2 separate regions of the Sus scrofa genome follow, and region 1 is linked to region 2. Evidence: chromatin contacts called from public HiChIP or PLAC-seq data. All regions are on one chromosome and are shown on one strand. Each heading gives the region's core, a stretch centred on a gene start, on an enhancer-like site or on the middle of the called end of the contact. The rest is flanking DNA. Distances are from core to core; before and after follow the strand shown.

The links. HiChIP or PLAC-seq counts read pairs in DNA pulled down with a chosen protein or histone mark.
Region 1: a contact with region 2 is called in an H3K27ac HiChIP or PLAC-seq map of alveolar macrophages. The contact joins the enhancer-like site here to the promoter of RBM38 in region 2. A contact is called at or near these places in 1 of 5 promoter capture datasets (skeletal muscle), 3 of 47 Hi-C or Micro-C datasets (fetal liver, omental adipose tissue and subcutaneous adipose tissue) and 2 of 2 datasets of contacts at active chromatin or transcription factors (alveolar macrophages and skeletal muscle).

Annotation. Positions count from the first base shown.
Region 1 is chr17:57,871,699-57,875,110 of Sscrofa11.1, reverse strand. The region is part of intron 8 of CTCFL (CCCTC-binding factor like); the gene reads left to right. Among named protein-coding and RNA genes, the nearest start is that of CTCFL, 18 kb to the left of the region's middle. Within about 2 kb of position 1,385, at least 2 of the 83 cell types and tissues checked have an H3K27ac peak or open chromatin away from gene starts, as enhancers often do. A contact at or near this core is called in alveolar macrophages, where this site is marked.
Region 2 is chr17:57,781,747-57,785,172 of Sscrofa11.1, reverse strand. RBM38 (RNA binding motif protein 38) reads right to left here and starts at 2,017. Exons shown (of 4, transcript NM_001105312.1): 1 at 1,596-2,017; 2 at 694-817; 3 at 81-135. The coding sequence starts at 1,832.

The DNA of each region.
Region 1 (3,412 bases), core at 136-2,635, 91 kb before region 2:
TGTAGGTCGCAGACGCGGCTCGGATCCCGCATTGCTGTGGCTCTGGCATAGGCCGGTGGCTACAGCTCGGATTCAACCCCTAGCCTGGGAACCTCCATATGCCGCGGAAGCGGCCCAAGAAATAGCAACAACAACAACAACGACAACAAAAAGACAAAAAAGACAAAAAAAAAAAAAAAAAAAAAGAGTAGAGGTTCCTGGGAGTTAAGAGTAGTAGGGTTCCTGGGAGTTCCCGTCATGGTGCAGTGGTTAAGGAATCCGCCTAGGAACCATGAGGTGGCAGGTTCGATCCCCTACCTCGCTCAGCGGGTTAAGGATTTAAGGATTCGGCATTACTGTGAGCTGTGTTGTAGGTTGCAGACATGGCTCAGATCTGGCGTTGCTGGGGCTCTGGTGTAGGCCAGTCGCTACAGCTCCCATTAGACCCCGAGCCCGGGAACCTCCATATGCCGAGGGTGCAGCCTTAGAGAAAGGCAAAAAAAAAAAAAAAAAAGAGTAGAGGGTTCCTTTTTGAAATGTTCTAAAGGTGAGTGTGGTGGACGGTTGCAGAATCCTGCAAATAAACCAAAAACCTTGAAGTATACACTTTCAAGGGATGAATTGTGTAGTATGTGAATTAGATCTCAACTAGGCTCTTTAAGAAAATATAGAGGGACTTTCCGGTTCTGTGCGTAAGGAACCTGAACTGAAGTTGCCACTCTTTCGGAACAAGGAGAAAGCAGGACAGAGGGGACAATCGCCAGCTCTTTTAGGATCCTTAGGAGGGGCGAAGACACACGGCAAACCGCTGCTGCCAAGACTGGAGACCCAAAAGGTGTGTGCAGGGCGTCCCTCCTTCCTGAGCAGAGACTTGGAAACAGAGCCTGCTGACGTGGGGGAACTGGGCTGTCATTGACGCATGGCTGCAGGTCAGCGTGCGCAACTCCGAGCGCTCCGATGTGCACGGGATCCGCTCCAGCGGGACCCCCGTGATAGTGTGAGATTTACCAGCAGGAATTTAGCAAGGTCCCCACAGTGAATATCTAAAAAATCTCCTACTTCCTGCAGGGGCAGTGGGGAGGAGCTGGTCCATATTGCCCCAGGGCTCTCAGTCCCAAAGGCTTGCCCTACAGGAAACTGACCAGGAGTTCCTATTGTGGCTCTGTGGGTTAAGAACCTGACTAGGATCCATGAGGATGCGGGTTTGATCCCTGGTCTTCCTCAGTGGGTCAAAGATCCGGCGTTGCTACTGCTCTGATTTGACCCCTAGCCTGGGAACTTCCACAGGCCATGGGTGCGGCCCTGGAAAAACAGCAAAAAGAGGAAACTAGTTAACCAGAGCCTGGCCCACTGGGGTTTTATCAGAGCCTCACTGACATGGAGAAGGAAAATAACCAGCCCGTTCTAGACATTCTGTCCACACCCAACAGAGAAAGGAAAAGAAACTGAGCTCCCGAAAAGGCCGAGACCTAAAAGGCTGCACATCCTGCACTCCCAGCACCACGTTACTGAGGCCTGTTTACGGCAGCCTCTTAAGCAGGACGTCACGCCCAGCTCTCAAGAAAAAAATGCCACCGCATTCCAAACGACAAAAACAACCCCACAATCTGAAGAAACAGAGCAAGCATCAGAACGAGAAACGGGGAGTTCCCGTCGTGACTCAGTGGAAATGAATCTCACAGGCATCCATGAGGGCACAGTTTCGATCCCTGGCCTCGCTCAGTGGGTTAAGGATCCAGCGTTGCCGTGAGCTGTGATGTAGGTTGCAGACATGGCTTGGAACCCACGTTGCTGTGGCTGTGGCGTAGGCCGGCAGCTCCAGCTCTGATTAGACCCCTAGCCTAGGAACCTCCATATGCTGCAGGTATGGCCCTAAAAAGACAAAAAAAAAAAAAAAAAAGGCAACAAAACACAGAAACAACAGAGACGTTGGAATGATCAGACCAGGAGTTTAAAACCACTGTGATTAATGCAAAGGGGCTCTAAGGGGGAAAGGAGGCAGCCCAGAAGCACAGACGGGCCGTGTAAGCAGAGCTGGAAATCCGAAGACAGACCAAAAAGAAATGCTGGAGATCAGTATTATAAGAGAAGTGAAGACGGCCCCGGGTGAACAGCAGGTCCTACTGCGCAGCACAAGGAGCCGCGTTCAACATCTTGTGATAAACCGTATTGGGAAAGAATACAAAAAGAATCTGTGTATATGTATCGTGTGTGTGTGTGTGTGAAACGGAGTCACTTCGTTGTACGGCAGAAATTAACCTTGTAAGTCGACCAGAAGAGCTAAATAAATGGAGAGACATTCCATGTTCATGGATGAGAAACCTCAGTACCGTCAGGATGTCACCGGCAGATTCAGTGCAGCTCCTACCAAAATCTCAGCACGTTATTTTCTGGATTGAGAAGCTGAGTCTAAGGTTTAGAAGAGAGAGCAAAAGACCCAGGAGAGCCTACTTAATACTGAAGAAGAATGAAGTTGAAGGACTGACTCTCCGGCTCCAAGACGTATTCTAACGCTTTGGTGGTAATCAAGACAGGGTGATATTGGTGAAGGAACAGACAGCTCAGTGGAACAGAAGAGAGAGCTCAGAAACAGACCCCCAGAGATAGTCAGCTGCCCTTCGAGAAGGAGCAGCACAAGAGAGAAAAGACCTCCTTTTCAACCAATGGTGCAGGAACCATGGACGTCCACACGAAAAAAAAAAAAAAAAAAAAGAATCTAGACACGAATCTGGACACCCTTCACAAAAATTAACTCAAAATGGGTCACAGACCTAAACGCAAAACACAAAACTATAAAAGGCCTAGAAGATAACATAAGACAAAAAATCTAGATGGCCTTGGTATGGTGGTGACTTTTTTTTTTTTTTCTCGTCTTTTTGCCTTTTCTAGGGCCACTCCCATGGCATATGGAGGTTCCCAGGCTAGGGGTCTAATCGGAGCTGGAGCCACCAGCCTACACCACAGCCACAGCGATGCAGGATCCGAGCCGCGTCTGCAACCTACACCACAGCTCACGGCAATGCCAGATCCTTAACCCACTGAGTGAGGCCAGGGATCGAACCCTCAACCTCATGGTTCCTAGTCGGACTCGTTAACCACTGCACCACAATGGGAACTCCTGGTGGTGACTTTTTAGATAAAACACCAAAGACACAATCCATGAAAGGAGCAGCTGGTAAATTGAGCTCGAATAAGATTAAAAACTTCTGTTCTCTGAAAGCCTTTGTCAGAAGAGTGAGAAGACCAGCAACAGCCTAGAACATAAATGCGAAAGTCACATCTGATAGAAGACTTAATCCAACTTATAAAGAACTCTTGAAACCCCGCAACAAGAAGACAACCCGATGTGCAGATGGCCAAAGGCACACACAGAGGCCTCACCAGAAAAGAACTGCAGAAGGCACGCGAGCGTATGAAGAAGGGTTCCCCATGG
Region 2 (3,426 bases), core at 768-3,267:
GACGGAGACCCAGGAAGCCCCTGCCCTGGTCTCCAAGCTCCCCCTGTGCTCCCCGTCCCCGGCCAGCCACGTCCGCTCACCCGTAAGTCCGCTGGATCAAGGTGGGGTGCAGCTGCTGCACGCCGATGGCAAAGCCTAAAATGAGAGACTGGTTAGGGGCCTGGCCGCACCCAGGAAAGACCCACACAGCTGCCCACCTCTAATCCAAAGGGACAATCGGCTTCCCCTCCCCTCCCAGGCCACCTCCAGGAAAGAACCACACAGCTGCCCACCTCTAATCCAAAGGGACAATCGGCTTCCCCTCCCCTCCCAGGCCCCTCCCAGGCCACCTCCAACCCCAAACTCCCAGCTGAAGGGGGCCAAGGACCTGAGGGGCAGCAACCTCTAGGTGTCTCTCCTCCCAACTTCCAGCCCGGGGGAACCAACTTCCTCCCTCTAGCAAGGACAGCTGACAACGAGGTGACATGCCCTCCTGTCCCACTGGCACACGTGGCTAGAAGAAGGGGTTCAGCTTCCAAGCTGGGGGATGACTGCCCTGTGACGGCTGTCTCTGGGAGCACATGACAGCCTACTGCCACTCCTGGAGCAGGGCGGGGGAGGGGGTGGCTGGGGGGGGTGGCTCTTCTACCCGACAGATACCGTCGCTGAATATAGCAACCAGAAGCGCCAAGGAAGGCAAACACAAGCTCTCACCCGTCTGGAGGCTCCGCGGCTTGGCACCCAGATAGGCCAGGTTCACGTTGGCCTTGCGGCCGTCGATGTTGGGGTTAGGGTCTTTGCAAGCCCTCTCAGCTGCCGCCCGGTCTGCCATAGTCACCTGGAGGAACAGGGACTTAGTCACCTGGAGGGGTTTCCCTAGCCGGTGGGGGGAGCAGAGAGCAGGCTCTGCCCTGGCACCAGGCACTCACTTCCCCCCACCCCGGGTGCCTGTTACCCAAGGCTCCAGGCCCAGTCCCCTCTGACCCCAGACTGGGACCCTCCCACGGAGCTGCCCCCTGGATCCCAACTCCTCCCTCCAAGTTCAAGTGCTAAGAAACGTTGCCTTCAAGAACAGAAACAATCCCAAGAGAGACAGGGCAATGCCAAGGGAGGCAAAGGACCCGGCCTGGCCTATCGCACCAGTGGGGGCCACAAATTTCCTCATGGGAGGTTTGGGGACACTGTAGTTAGAAGGTAAGTAGGAGACCGTGTCTCAGAGCCGTTTTTCACTTAGATTTTTAGGGTTTCTGCGAGGGCTGTTGGAAAAAAAAACGGGGTTTGCTTAAAGGCTCCTAAGCGCCCTGGGGTGAGGCCCTGCAACTCGGTCGCTTGTTGCTCCAGGAAGTCCCAAGGGTAAGTGTCTGTCCCCCAAACCTCTCCACAAACTTAGGAGTCCGAATTGAACACAGCGGCTCTCCCTTTCAAAGCCGGCGTGGGGTGGGGGCAGGGAGATGGGGCCCAGGGGGCGGGGGCAGGACCTGCTGGAGCCCGAGAGGGGGCAGCAGGTGCGGACGCCGGCGGGAGGCGCCCCGGGCTGGCGTGCGCCCGCCGGTTGACTCAGCGCTCCGGCCGCGATAAGTGCGGGGCGGGGTGCACCCGGCCGCGGGGCCACTTACGAAGCCGTAGCCGCGGGACTTGCCCGTCTGGCGGTCGGTGATGACCACGGCCTCTTCGATGTCCCCGAAGCCCTCGAAGTACTTCCTGAGCGAGGCGTCGGTGGTGTGGTAGGGCAGGCCGCCCACGAAGATCTTGGTGAACGTGGTGTCCTTCTGCGAGCCGTGCATGGCGCCGGGGGCGGCCGGGGGCCGCGGGAAGCCCGCGCTTGGGGCGCACGGCGCGGGCTGCAGCAGCATGGAGGGCGCCCAGCCGCCTACGGACCTGGGCCGCGTGGGGCTGCGCTCATTGGGGGCGGCGGGGAGCGAGCGGGGCAGCAGAGGCGCCGGTCCAACCGCCGGGCCCGTCCACTCGCGGGTCGCTCCCGCCGTGCGCGCCGCGCTGCGCTGCGCCGCGCCGCGTTTCAGCCGGCGCTGCGGGCACTCTGCGCCCGAGCGCCCGCCCCTGGGCTTTGTAGTCCGCCCCGCCCCCGGTCCGCTTCAGGCCCCGCCCCGACCGTAGGCCCCGCCCCCAGCCTTAGCCCCGCCCGAGCCCCCCGGGCGCGCAGGGGCCGCCGGGAAGCGTAGTCCGGGGCCCGCCCCGCCGTCCTCCGCGTGTCACAGGGGAAGCCGAGGGGCGGTGTGCCCATCCGACAAGGAGGCGCTTCCAGGTATTTCCCTGGAGACATACTACGTGCTCACCAGGTTCTAGGACCCTGTCCTCGCCGAGCACAGAGCCTAGCGAATCCGGTGTACATGATTCAGATCTCGTTTAGTGAGTGGGCATTTCTCCCAGAGCTACTTAGGGTACAGCAATATACATTAAAGGTGAAATAATTTTTGTTTTTAAGGCATAAATGTAATTCTCTCCACGGATATTTATCAGGGTTTGGGGGGAGGCAGAATGCACAAAACACACTCTAGCCTCACCAGGCGTCTATGAACAAGACAATCATACAGGTATACATACTACCCAGAAAAATAAATCAGAGTTCACCCTTCCAGCAGGAGCCAGCGTGGTTCCAGAGGCCCCACTGAGGAGGTGACTGGCTGGGGAGTAGTTCTGGCCTCCTCGAAAGTCGTCCCCCCCCCCCACGGATCCCTCCATCTCTGTGTGCGACCTTGGGGGAAGGCAAGCAGAGGGCGGCCCAGTTCCCTCTGTCCCCTTCCCCAGGCACAGAAACCCCCGGCCCCAGTCTCTAAAGGTCAGGATACAGGTAACTGAGCAGGGCCAATGGGAGAAAACCACATCTTTCTGGACCCCGCGTCGGGACCCTCCCATCTTTAAGAAATTAAAAACCCCTAAAGGACAATAGAGGAAGGGGGGGCTCTTCTCCCCCCCTCTCAGCCTGTCCTGGGAGCTATTTGCTTTTCTTTAATACTTTGCTTGCTTGCTGCCTGTGTATTCACGGAGTTCATTCTTCGACTGCCGTGAACAAGAACCTGGATTCCGGTGCCATCCTTCTTTGAACAAGGACAGGCCCCTTGTTCAAAGCTGGTGGGAATTTCACGTCTGACAGGAGAGCACTGAGCCCTGGCCCTGGCCTGCCTCACTCCCGGGTCACAGGGCCATGCACAGCCAGGCCCGGAGGGCCTCAATGCCCCCGCACATCCAGGCACCTCCACTGTGATGTCCTGTGCCGTCGGCAGTCTGCTGTGGATGAGACGGATATTGTGGCCATCAAGCCATCAGCCACTGCAGCCACCCCGCCAGTGCACCCCGGGGGGATTTAGGATGGAAGAACCGGGATCCTGCCCCCGGATGGTTAAGGTGCATATCAAAGGAATGATTCAAGGAGCCCAGACTCTTGTATCTTCCAATACAAGAAAAACACTACATTCATTAACGGAGAAA